2 separate regions of the Anas platyrhynchos genome follow, and region 1 is linked to region 2. The links are chromatin contacts, called in public Hi-C maps. All regions are on one chromosome and are shown on one strand. The core of a region is the stretch at or near the end of the contact, and the rest is flanking DNA. Distances in the headings are between cores, read along the strand shown. Region 1 overlaps NHP2 (NHP2 ribonucleoprotein). Region 2 holds the start of DDX41 (DEAD-box helicase 41).

Region 1 (6,392 bases), core at 939-3,438, 110 kb before region 2:
ACGCACCTTTACAGTCACACACGCTAGCCGACTCCATCCCCAGCAGCCCGGCCTCCTCACAGTTGTGAGTATCCATGAAACTCTATCATGCAGGTGCAAATCCCAGGCTGTTTTGTGGAGGGAACATAGGATTCTCATTTCTGTTTTGCTGACTGAGTGGGTCCACAGAGGGAATTTGATTTGTCTGGCACTAGATTCTCCTTACTCACAAGTGCAGTGTGCAGACAGTGCACTCATGAGTAAGATTCCTTTTTTTTTATTTCTGTCTCTGGCAGGGGTTAGTGTAGGTATAGCAAAGGCAAAATAAACTAAGGTTTTTCTGCTTCAAGGCAGTAAGTATGGAGACTTATGATGGATGTCTTACTTTTTTTTTTCTCAGCTCAGTGTGCAGTGAGGATCAGGAAGCAATACAGGCCCAGAAGATCTGGAAGAAAGCCATCATGCTAGTTTGGAGAGCGGCAGCTAATCACAGGTGAGTTTGATGTCTTGAGAATTGGCAGAAGGAAGTAAATAATCCCAGACAAGCCTGTACTCTCCCATCTCTGAGGCTTACCGGGCTTGTAAGGGTAATGGGGAGATGACGAATCAAATTGTTGCTGATAGCAGACAAACATGACAGCATGAAACAAATATTTGAGGATTGTTCCTTTATCAGCAAGGATAGGGCATTCAGTAGATTCTTTCTCTCTGCAGGTATGCTAATGTCTTCCTCCAGCCTGTGACTGATGATATAGCACCAGGCTACCACAGTATTGTGCAAAGGTGAGTCTCAGCAGTCTCGTGTCATTAGATCTCTGGTATATTTGTGTAGGAATTTCTGGCAGGAAGGTCCAGTCTTCATTTGTAATTCAAACTGCAAGACTTGGAAAATACTTTTCTTCTGGCATCTCACAGTCAGAAACAGATTTCCCTAAGAAAAGAGTCATCTTCAGATCTTCAGTAATAGACACAAGTCTTTACCCAGCCCTGTCCTTGAATGAAGTAAGCTGACTTGCACAGAACATTTTTTGTCAGTAAGGTAGTATGTGACTATCATCAGGTTCTCAGTTTTTGTCTGGGGGTAGAGTTTAATCTTTGAGACTCCAAAAACTTTGATGGAGCTCTTTTACTGTCTCAGACAGTGGACTTTTCTGGGAGAGTTAACAGAACCCACTGCTAGCCTCAGAAATCTCTGTAAACAGTTCAATGGCTGCAGTTTTAGTTCTCTGTTATCTCCCTCAGTGATGCCTGGAGAAGACAAATGTCTCTCAAGGCATCTGTTATGTACTGTCACCATTTATGGTAACTGCTGGACAGCTTGTGTCTCCTGATTTGAGGCCTTGGAACTCAGGAACGCAGCCTATGTGGGGGAGAAGATATTCTGCCAATTAAATAGATTGTCTAATTAGACATGTCACAGACCCAAGGCTGCTTGCAAATGACAGGGGAAAGAAGTAGGTATGTCTGTTGCTATGCTGAATGCATTTCTTTCATAGGCCAATGGATTTATCTACAATCAAAAAGAATATTGAGAATGGGCTGATACGAACCACGGCTGAGTTCCAGCGTGATATTATGCTGATGTTTCAAAATGCAGTTATGTACAACAGCTCAGACCATGATGTGTACCACATGGCTGTGGAGATGCAGCGAGATGTCCTGGAGCAGATCCAGGTAAAGTACTGAGCTGAGACAGGAGCAGTACAGAACAGAGCATCTGCTTTGGTCCGCAGGTGTAGGAAACACTTGTGGATATAAGACCACACTTTCACTCACAGGGACTTTGAATTAAGTAGTCCCATTTTTCCTGCATCTGTCTTGTGCTAGGTGTTTGTGGTGAGCTGATTGTGGATAGGTTAAAATTACACAGTAAAATGTCAGTTAGGTTCAGCCCAGACCAATTTCAAATCTAATTTCCTTCAGGGGATGTAGATATGCTTAGGCCAGCAAGAAGCAGGGCGTGGTTCAGGAACAGAAACAAGCAACAAGATCAGTGAATGACAGGGGACGCGATTGCTTCTTTTGGTGGCTCTGCTGGCTTAAAGTGTATATGAAACTAGCCTGTGAATATGATTTAAAATTCCTTACGAAGTGGAATGTCCCAACAGCCAGGGCTAACACAGTTTGCAATGGATTTTTATAGTCCCTCCAGACTTGTGGCTTCTGAGGTAAATGGGGGAACTTACTCTGAGCAGCAAACAAGGAACTGAAACTGCCTCTGACCCAATCATTCCCAGCCCTGTGGTTTTTGATGGTTAAGTGACAAGCACTAACTGAGCTTGTTTTGCTTGAGAATCTTAACAGAGTGTGGTTTTCCTGCAGCAATTTCTGGCCACGCAACTGATCATGCAAACATCAGAGTCGGGGATCAGTGCAAAGAGCCTGCGTGGGCGAGACTCCACTCGCAAGCAAGATGCTTCGGAGAAGGTGAGAATGCTGCACCCTGCAGAAGGGCAGTTGGTATCTTTTGGAGAGTTTCGAGATACTGCATGAAGTTCCCATAAAAAAGATGTGCAAAATGTTTTTTTGAGATCAAAATAGCTTCAACATCTTCATGTGAACAAACAGTATTTTTCTTTAAATGTGTCCACTGACTGGATTTCAGCTCTGGAGCTGTGTGTCATCCCAGAGGCAGGTTAATAATCATGAGTTACTCCTGTAACCCCTATGTTTGTTCCCTGATTTTAAAAACAAGTATATCAAAACTGTAGGGAAATGAGTAGACTATCAGAAGAAGTGGGATATGGCAGGAAGGTGAAAATGTAGAGATCTGGAAGCCCAGCCTCTGCCGTGTTCTTCACTTCCAAGTCAAGTTCCTAGAACCAGGGAATTACTCCAGTCTGGTTTGCTGTTTAAAACACACCATGGAACCTTTGACTTCCACACTGATCTGAACTAATAGCAGTATAGTATATATATATAGTATATATATTTTTTTTTTTTCTTTTTTCTTCTGTAAAGATGCATCTATGATTACATGACCTCACATGCTCTCAGCTGGCATACATAACATTGTAACAGCAAGGGCTGCCTGCTTCTTTCTAGTGGCAAGCATGGCTGATTGCACAGCGCAGCAATGGTTTGGTAGTCCAGGCATTGCTATAGTTGAGGAGGGAATATCCCTTTCCTAGCATTCTTACTCTCGCCATATCCCTCTTTTGTGCATTTATATGTTCCTGCTGCATAAGACTGAAGCCGTGCAGGAAGGGGAATGGGGCAGATGTTTCGCTATGCTCGTGTGTGGGCTTATTGCTTCTATGTGGTGTGTGCATTTCCCTATCTGATGAGTGCTTCTGTTTTGGCCTTTTAACAGGACAGTGTCCCAATGGGCTCTCCTGCCTTCCTTCTCTCTCTCTTTGTAAGTATTGAAAGGCGCTAGCAAGTACTGCTGGCAGCGTGCTCTGCTCCTTGTCTGGGTGATCACTGCACTGTCACAGCATCCTTAGCGTCGCAGCAGTGTGTGTTTAACATAGGGGCTGTACAACCATGATCACTAGAGAAGAAACATCTTAGTCCCTTCCTCTCAGCGTGGGTGAGTGGGTGGGGCTTCAGTCTTTCTTCTGGTTCCAAGCGTTCTTGTTTTGTCATCTGCCTGTGCTTTTTTCCACAACTGCTCTCCTGCTTTCTTTCCATGTAAGTGGGAAGACACGCCAAGTGGTGCAGTGCTGTAGTTCTGACATCTCTCATGCTTACACAGCTGCCCCTTCTTCACATTCAAGACAGTGCAAAGGGTCTGGGGAAAGTGAGGAATCAGCTGTGTACTCCTTTATCATTCATGGTCCAGAAAGCAAATAAGATACTCCGCAGAAATACCTTGCTCTGTGCCTCTGGTGATCTGGAAGTGTTTGGAAAGTATTCCCTCTGGGAAACCCCAAGTCTTTGAGTTGCGGGGAGGAGAGAGGGGAGGAAGATGGAGAGTTTTTTTTTTTCTCTCGCATATATCTAAAGACAGAGGAGTACTCCGGGAGAGTCAGCATGTCAGCCAGAGGGAGAGGGCAGCGGATCAAAGGAAGCTCTCAGCTCGCCTTCTACTCATGGAAAGGAGCTGTGCGGAGAAGCTAGGGAGCTAGTGCCAGGGTCACTCAACTGGAGGAGCACTTCCCGTAGGGATCAGCAGCTAATAAGGTAGGTTAGTCAGCAGTTTCCTCTTTCCATCTTAAGAGCCAAGCTAGAAATTGTCACTTAGGAGAAAGCCTGCAGTGTGCAGGCTCCAAAAGCACCTGTCTGGGTGAGAGCCTTGTTGCCTGTCTCTCCTGACTGCCAGCAATGCACAGAGATGCTGCAAATCCCAGCACCTGTGCTGTGTCCAGAGTGAACTTTAGGTAGGTCTGCAGACAGGCCTCCCCAGGCCTTCCTGTCAGAGCTTCCCTTTCTCCTGTTCAGAAGGCATGAAAAGTATTATTATTAGATGCACATTTCCTTACCACTGTGTGCTGGAGGAAGTGTTTTGTGTTTAGGGTTGCATAACTCATTTCTGTTAATGCCAGTCCTTTTGTTTGCCTTGTGACTAGGATGGAGGCACCAGAGGGCGTCGCTGTGCCATCGAGGCAGACATGAAGATGAAGAAATGATGCTGCAGACAGATAAGAAAACCCAGCACCTGGCATCCGGAGCTGGAGTGCAAGCAAGATGCTGTTAAAGCTGTTGGAGGAGGAAGAAAAGCTGCAGGTCTATTTCTGGGACCTGTTCCACCTTCTTGGCTTGACACTCTGGGAAGCAATTTCTCATCAGAATGTGTAACCCAAAGAAACTTCCTCGGAGGGGAAGACTAGCCCCCCTGCCTGTTCTAGGGCAGTCGTCTTGGGCTTCATCAGTGTTCTGGTGTTAGCTAGCAACTGGTGGCTCGTATGTACTGTAATGTGAAGTGTACAGATTTTTACTAGTGATGTGTAAATGTGTATGTATATTAAAGTCTGGGGAAAAACGAACCTGGTGTACGGTGTGCAGTGTACTGAGCACCACAGCTCTCTGCAGGGAAGAACCCTGCTTGTGTACCAGTGTGCATACACGCCTTGAAAACCTGCAAATGCAACTCACTTCCAGTTACCTGTTGGAGCACACAAGCACTGCAGGTCTTTGACATCAGAGACAGTGCATGAATCATTAGGGTGCTGCACAGTGCTTGGATGGAGGGGAAGGTTCCCCCTCTGAGTGTGTGTGTAAGGATACAGCAGTGTTGTTATGAAACAGGACATCCTAAGCACGGAAAGTGAAGTCCTACAGTCTCACTGGAGCTTTCCTTAAGAGACCATTGTACTGAATGTACCACATTCCCAGAGATTTGAAAGAGGTAAGCGAGTTAGGGTGAAAATCTGATTCCAGCTCCTGTAGGAATGATCATATCTGGTTTCACAGCGGAAGTTTTGAACTGGCTCTCTTGGATGGATGTTAACAGTTTGTTTCCTCAGCAACCTGGATGACTGAGTTTTAAGCTTCCTCTGAAAACTTTCAAGTTACCTATTTTTTTTCTGCTAATGTGACCTGTGAACTTGTGCATTTTCTGCCTGTGTACCCTTCCATGAGAAAAGAACAAAAAAGCACAATCTTTCATGATACCTGAAGCAGCTGGGAGTTGTCTACACCTTTTCTTGTGCAGCATGCACAGGGCTCAGCGTTCTGTCACACCAGTTGCAAGAAACAGTCATTGCAATTACTACAGAGGGATTGTTACCTTATCTAGTAAGAGCTGTTGGTTTTCATAAGTTTAATGTTGAAGGTTGTGGTGCCCACTGTGTTGCATTCCATGTTTGGTAAAGGTAAGGTGTATTTCCACCAAGAATCGCTTTGTATTTGATGCTAGAAATGTGGAGTCCTTGGGTTTGCTCACTGCTTAAATGTCCTTCGCTGCTGAACTTGGAAACAAATTTCTGATTTGAATTTTTATGGGCCTTGGTCTACAGAAATTCCAGGTTGTTAAGCTCGTGGCACAAAAAGTTCCAGGGTTCTTTGCTTTCTGGTATTTTGTGGACTCGTTTAAGTTGGAAAGGATCTCTGAGAATCAGCTCGTCCAACCTGCTGCCCCACGCATGGCCAGCTTGGAAGGCAGATCAGCTTGCTTAGGGTCTTGTCTAGTCAAGTTTTGAAAATCTGCAGGGATGGAGATTTCATAACCTTTCTGGACAGCTTCTTTCAGAGCTTACCACCCTCACAGAGTAAACATTTACGTTACAGCCAATCTGAATTTCCTTCGGTGCAACTTGTCACCACCACCTCCTTTCACTGCTGGCCACTAAGAGCCTTGGTGTAACACCTCTGCGTGTTTGTGTTGAACAATTGATGTTGCATCATGTGGGAGGACCTCTATCATGCCCCACTAGTAGATTGTTTTTTTATGGAAAGTATTGCTGTTTGTTCCTGCCCTTGGTTTCTTCTCTGAACAAGGTATTTTTTCTCTCAGAGCCTTTTCTCTTGCC
Region 2 (5,909 bases), core at 652-3,151:
CCTTCACTCACTGCCGGACACGAGTGTCCCCAGAGAAGCCCCCCCCTGCTCCCACCTGCTGGAAACTTCATCTCCTTGAAGCTCTTGATGGGAGGCGGGATGCCCTCCCCCTCCACCAGGATGTGGTACTTCTTGCGGACGCGATCGTGCCGGGCCTCGGACATGCCCAGGATGTAACGAGGAGCTCTCCAGCTGGGAAGGCAAGAGAACAAAATGCAGGATGTAAAATGTCCAGCGACTTCAGAGCCAGCAGCACCAACAGAGGCTGAGGAGAGCTCCCTGTAGAGCTCTGTTATCCCACCGTGGAAAAGAGCTGACCCCAAGGGGCTTCATAAGCAGACCCAAGCCAGTCCATTAAATACCTTCCCCAATTCCAAGCACCCCAAGCTAGCAGCTGAGAACAAACTACAGATAACAGGTGAACCACGCCAACACATCTGGACACAGCCTGGTTGTTTCCCTGACACTGCGGGGCCTTGAGCAGCACTGGCTCCCTGAGCTTTCCCCTTTTTTCTCTCACTTAGTTTTCCCCAAGATCTGAAAGCTCAGCTCAAGCCTTCAGATTTTACATAAATGCATTTTAACAAGAGTTATTGTATATAGAACAACATCGTGGACAGCTCAGCAGCCTTTGCTTTGACTAACAGGGGCATGAAGCCAGGCAGTGCAGTAAAGCTGATGGCCACAGAGCAGTGCTCTTCCTGCCAGGCTGCACAGCATCTTGCTCTTGTCAGCTGCAAGGCAGCGAGGTTCCCAGAAAAACAACTCCCACACTGCGAAACGCACCTGGTTTTAATGGGGTCATCATAGGTGATGCCCTTCGCCATCTCCTTCACTGACATCAGGGCTGCAAGAACAAGGCCAACAAGATCAGAGCATGCTCTCCACCCCCAGGCAGCAGACATAGGGGTAGACAGCAAGCCAGCCAGCACCTCTGGGTGCAGGAGCTCCGAGGGCTGCAGCCTGCTAGGTCTAGGGGCCTGCGACAGCACGCTCCCAGCTAAGCCAGGCAGTCAGACACCAGCTGAGGAGCTCGCAGTGGGATCCCTTTCCCAACCCCAGGGTGGAACATCACCGAGCACTGCACAGCAGGCAGCGCCCCTCCTGCTGCCCGACAGCTCTACAGACTTGCCCGCAGCCCACGGAGCTCCCAGCACTCACCTCTGCCCTCCGCCACGCTCTCCAGGATCTTCTCCTCCTCCTTCAGCTGCTTCTCCTTGGCTGACTCCTTCCGAGCTGGGGAGAGCCAGGGAAGCCGTTAGCTGGCCCCAGCACCCCCAGGCAGCCACCCAGCCCTGCCACCAGCTCCCCCCCCACCTTCCGCCTTCTCCTTGAGGTGCTGGTGCTGGTCCAGCAGGCTGATGTTAGACTGCGGCCCCAGGGGGATGTCATCCTCGTCGCCGCGCTGCTCCCCGCCGCTGTCCCGCTGCTCCTCCTCCGACACCACCTTCCGCCGCATCTGCAGCAGCTTCTGCAGCTGGGGGGCACCGCGGGGAGGCCGGGTGAGAGGCGCCGCACCGGGACGGGGCCCCCCCGTGCCCCCCGTACCCCTCACCCCCCGTTACCATCTGCTGCTTGCGCTGCTTCACCGGCACGTAGGGCACGTAGTCAGCGTCATCCTCCTCCCCGGACAGCTCGGGCGACTCGGCCGCCTCCTCCCGCTGCCTCTGCGGGGAGAAACGAGGTGAGGGCGGGGAGCGGCGGCGGCCCCGGGGGGCTGAGGGGCCCGGGGGGGGTCTCGGCCTCACCTTCCTGCCCGCCGCGGCCTCCATGGCGCCGTCACCCCGGATACAAAATGGCGCCCGGCGGAAGTGCCGCGCTGTCGCCTAGCAACGGCACGAGCCGTCCCCCCTCCTTCCGCATTCGCTACGGGTCGCCTCGGAGGACAAATTTCCTCAGAAAGCGAAAGCTCTCCGCCCCCCCATCCCTTTTTAGCTCCCCCCCCCAGGGCGCAGAACAAAAGCAGCAGAGGCCGGGGTTAAATAAAATAAAAAATTAAAAAGTTCTTTATTGGGTCCAGCACGGGCCTTTCTTCTCCGCGGGGAGCCGGGCGGAGAGGGGCGAGGGGACGGCCGGGGCGGGGGCGACCCCGCGGTGAGGGGGAAGGAAAGGGGCAAAGGGAGCCCCGGGGGTCCCGCGGGGCAGGAGAGCACCGGGACCCCCCCCACGGATGGGGGGGACCCCACAGAGGAGAGCCGGGGGGACCCCCGGGGAGGGCGGTGGCGAGGGGCACAGTGAGGAGAGCGGAGCGGCCGGGGGCGGGGGGCGGCCCCGCGCCTCACTGCGCTGCGCTGGAAGTGGTTTTCTTCAGGGTGAAGTTGGTCCAGTTCACGGCCACCTTCTGGCGCGTCTGCTTGGCAGAGTCCAGACAGAACCTGTGGGGGAAAAGGAGGGAGCCCCCATGAGCCCGCAGCCCCCCCGAGCAGCCCCGGGGTGAGAGCCAGCTCCGGGACATGGCCCCCATCCCCGTCCCGCCTCACCTCTTGAAATACTCCACTTCTCGGTCAGTCTCGTCCATCTCTACCCCGTCTAAGTCCTTGGGCAGGAACACGTCGTCTGGCAAGGCAGAAAACACAAGTTCAGCACCACACGGCAGCAACACCACACCCAGCTCCCTCCCATCACGGTTCTCCCAGGAACAGGACTCCCCCACCAGGACACGGGGATGGGAACGGGGTGGCAGCGGGCAGGGGAAGGGACCGCAGAAGGGATGGGCTGGCACTCACCGATGGAGGTACTGGATTTCTCCACCTTGTTGCGGCTCTTCCTGCTCTTGCCCTTGGGCTGCGGGGACCCCCCCCGAGCAGTGGGGTGAGGCAGCTGCCGGTCCCCGGGGGCCGCGCTGGGCGGTGGTGCCGGATCCTGCAGCTCGGCTTTGCCCTCTCCCCTCCGGCCCTTCCAGTCGCCGCTCCTCTCCTTCTCCTGCCTGGCTCCGCCGCAGCCCCAGGGCTGCCCCTTGCTGCCCTCCAGCACCTCGCTGCAGCCACCTGCCCGCTGCGGCTCCGCGGCGCCGGGCTTCGAAGGGTGCTTGGTTCCCAGCACCTGCCCCTTCGCCCCAGGGCTCTCCAGCCTGGCTTGGCCCCCGGGCGCCGCAGCAGCACCGTCCCCCTTCTTGGCCTGCCCGCTCTGCCGCTTATTTTTCCGCTGCCGGCCTCCCGCCGGTGCCTGCTCCGCTGGCTCCAGCCCCTTGGGCTGCGGCCCTTCCTTGGGCTCCGGGCTCAGCCCGCTACCGTCCACGGCGGAGTCCGTGGCCTTGGACTGCACCCAGATCATGCGGGACAGGCTGGGCACGGCGCTGAGGCGCTTCACCACACCGTTCTCAGCCAGCGGGGCCGGCGGCGGCGGCTCCCCCGGCCCCTCGCCCCATCGGGGGCCCAGCTCGCCCCGCAGCAGCGCGTGGCTCTTGGCGGGGCCCAGGCTGAGCGGGGCGAGGGCCAGGTCTATGTCCTGCAGGTCGGAGGAGCCGTTGAGGTGGGAGAGCAGGTTCTTCTGCTCCAGGACAGCTGCCTTCTTGGGGAAGTCGTTGACGTCCAGGTTGAGGTCATAGACGCTGAAGCTGGCCCGGATGGAGTCCTTGATGGTGTTCTTGATCTCCTGCAGCCGGCTGCTGAGGAAGCTGTTGACTCGCTCCAGCTCTAGCTCCGGCCACTCCAGCAGCTTCTCCTCGGCCGGCTCCCTGCTCTGGCTGGCTGCAGGGGCGCGCTCTGCACGCTTCTGGGCCTCCGCTTCCAGCTGGGCTTTCTCCTTCTCCTGCAGCACAGGCAAAGAAGATCAGATGGGTCAGAGACAGGCACACAGGCTGGCCTTGTCAGGCAGAAAATCAAGGGCCAGTCCTCAGTGTGGCTTTCCCATGTCTTCCACAGCTGCCAGGCTGTCGGGTGTCCCCTGTGGGCACCACAGCAGCCACCGCTCTGGGCACGAGGCAGCAGCAAACAGCAGAAGCTGTCACAGCACTGCCTCTCTCCACTGCAGAGGCATGGTGTTTATCAGAGCCCCATGGTGTTTAACAGAGCAGTCTGGCCCCCCCAGGCGCTTTGGGTATCCTCTGTGTGAACAGAGGTGCGGGGAAGCCCCCCATGGAGCTGGGGGGTGAAGGGATAGTAAAGGATGCAGAACCCAAAAGGATGAAGTGAGAGAAAGCCCTGCAAGGAGCAGGCTTGGCCTGACCTTCCAAGATTTGGACAGGCCTCCCCCCCACACGCTGTCCCCACCCTGCACAACAGGACGTGGCACAGAGCAGCCCTTCCCTCTGCCCAGCCTCACCTTCTTCTTCTGCTTGTGCCGTGCCCGCTTGGCCGCCTTGGCACTGTTCAGGGGCTTGGGCTCCGTGCTGTTGATGTAGTCCAGCAGCTCGTCCACATTCCGGTGGTCCACAGCCGGCTCTCCCGAGCTGCTGTTGTGCCCTAGCTTCTGCGGCAGCTCCTCTTTCCTCTTGGTGAGGCGTGAACGCAGCTTCTCCCGGATCTCGGCGTAGTTGCGGCTTGTGGGAGCGGCTGGGGGCTGCGGGAGGGATGAAACCCGTCAGGCTTGGCAGGCACAGGGACCAGCACGATGCACAGGGAGCCACAGCTCCCACATAGGTCCCCCACTACCCTCCCCAGCCGCTCCTGTCCCTGAGGTCTCAGCGGGATGAGTGAGCACAGCCCCTGACAAACTCTTCCAAGCCACAGGCAGGAGGCTGGGAGCAAGGGGACCAACAAGCTGATGAGGCAGGAGGGAAATCAACGGGATAAAAATCCAGTCAGAGAACAACTGCAGCCCAAGCTCCCCACTTCCCACCCTCCACACGCTGATTTCACAACTTCACAGCACACAGCAGAGCCCCAGGACCGGGGGTGGCTGCAGAGCGGCCCCTTGCTCACCGCGTTGTGGCCGAAGAACTCGCAGTAGCAGCAGTCGCAGAACTTGCCGTCCTTCTGGTTGGTGGAGGAGGAGGTGCAGGAGCTGCGCTCCGAGCTGCTGTCCTCGTCCTCCCCGAGCCCCTCGTCCGCCTCGCAGGGCTGCGGCGGGTGGCAGCCAGTGCCGTTGGGGAACTTGTGCCCTTTGCAGGAGGGGTCCCTGGGGAGAAGGGCAAAGAGGTGAGGGTGAACCCAGGGGCTCAGAATCACCCGGCGCTAGGTGTAGGAGCACCCCTCGACCCCACAGCACAATTCGCAGGGTGTATAAACCCCATCCCCTGCACCCTCCACGGGTGCTCAGCGTGCTCCCTTCCCAGGCACAGGCAGCCCAAAAAGGGCCGGAGGAGCAGGTGAGCAGAACCAGCGGTCCACGGGCTTCGTCTTCTCAAGGACCTTTGCCCAATCCCTCGGGTCTCACTGATAAAATTCCTGGTGGCCACCAGCAGGCTGGCCAGGCAGCTCCTCTGGGTCTTTTATCTGGAGGAGGAACAAGCCAGCAGTGTCTTCTGCACCACAGCACTACAGGACAACCACCCAGAGGAGACACACGGGGAGAAAACCACCTTAACCCTCCAAAACTGTGGGTCTGCGGCAACAGAACCGGCCCGAGAACACGGCAGCTCCGCACCACCGCTCCCTTCACGTGGAAAAAAGGCCCCTCCTCGGGCAGGGGCTGGAGAAGGGGCGCGTTGGCCAGGAGGAGAGGCTGGCAGCACGCGGGGGTCGCCCACTCACCTGTTGGTGCCGGGCAGCTGGTGGGAGGCAGGCGGAGGGATGAGCGAAGTGCTGCAGTGCCCGTTGCACGGGTGGGCGCAGCCGGAAAGCGGAGGCGGCATCTTCAGCAGCGGCACGTTGGCGGGGGGCAGGTGGGGGCTCTTGCACGACCCCGGCCCGTGGGAGGCGACGCCAGCGGGAGGGGGCTCGGAGGCTGGTTTCGGGGCTGCCGCCTGCACGCTGGGCGCGGGGAAGAGCGCGGGCTGCGGGGAGGAGCCCGGCGGGACGTGCGGAGGG

The links. Hi-C and Micro-C count contacts between places; a contact is called where the count stands out from the background.
Region 1: a Hi-C map of skeletal muscle shows a contact between it and region 2, with 2.2 times the contacts expected there. The contact joins the enhancer-like site here to the promoter of DDX41 in region 2. A contact is called at or near these places in 3 of 8 Hi-C or Micro-C datasets (liver, skeletal muscle and subcutaneous adipose tissue).

The regions. Positions count from the first base shown.
Region 1 is chr14:9,845,442-9,851,833 of IASCAAS_PekinDuck_T2T, reverse strand. NHP2 (NHP2 ribonucleoprotein) reads left to right here. Exons shown (of 31, transcript XM_072023476.1): 15 at 1-64; 16 at 380-472; 17 at 694-762; 18 at 1,476-1,653; 19 at 2,302-2,406; 20 at 3,293-3,337. Among named protein-coding and RNA genes, the nearest start is that of NHP2, 14 kb to the left of the region's middle. Within about 2 kb of position 2,188, at least 1 of the 8 cell types and tissues checked has an H3K27ac peak or open chromatin away from gene starts, as enhancers often do.
Region 2 is chr14:9,737,515-9,743,423 of IASCAAS_PekinDuck_T2T, reverse strand. It overlaps DDX41 (DEAD-box helicase 41), which reads right to left and starts at 1,901. Exons shown (of 17, transcript XM_038186573.2): 1 at 1,749-1,901; 2 at 1,566-1,667; 3 at 1,318-1,477; 4 at 1,162-1,236; 5 at 787-847; 6 at 56-192. The coding sequence starts at 1,772. FAM193B (family with sequence similarity 193 member B) reads right to left here. Exons shown (of 9, transcript XM_038186562.2): 4 at 5,634-5,909; 5 at 4,863-5,058; 6 at 4,264-4,500; 7 at 2,727-3,750; 8 at 2,481-2,556; 9 at 1,979-2,375. The coding sequence ends at 2,279.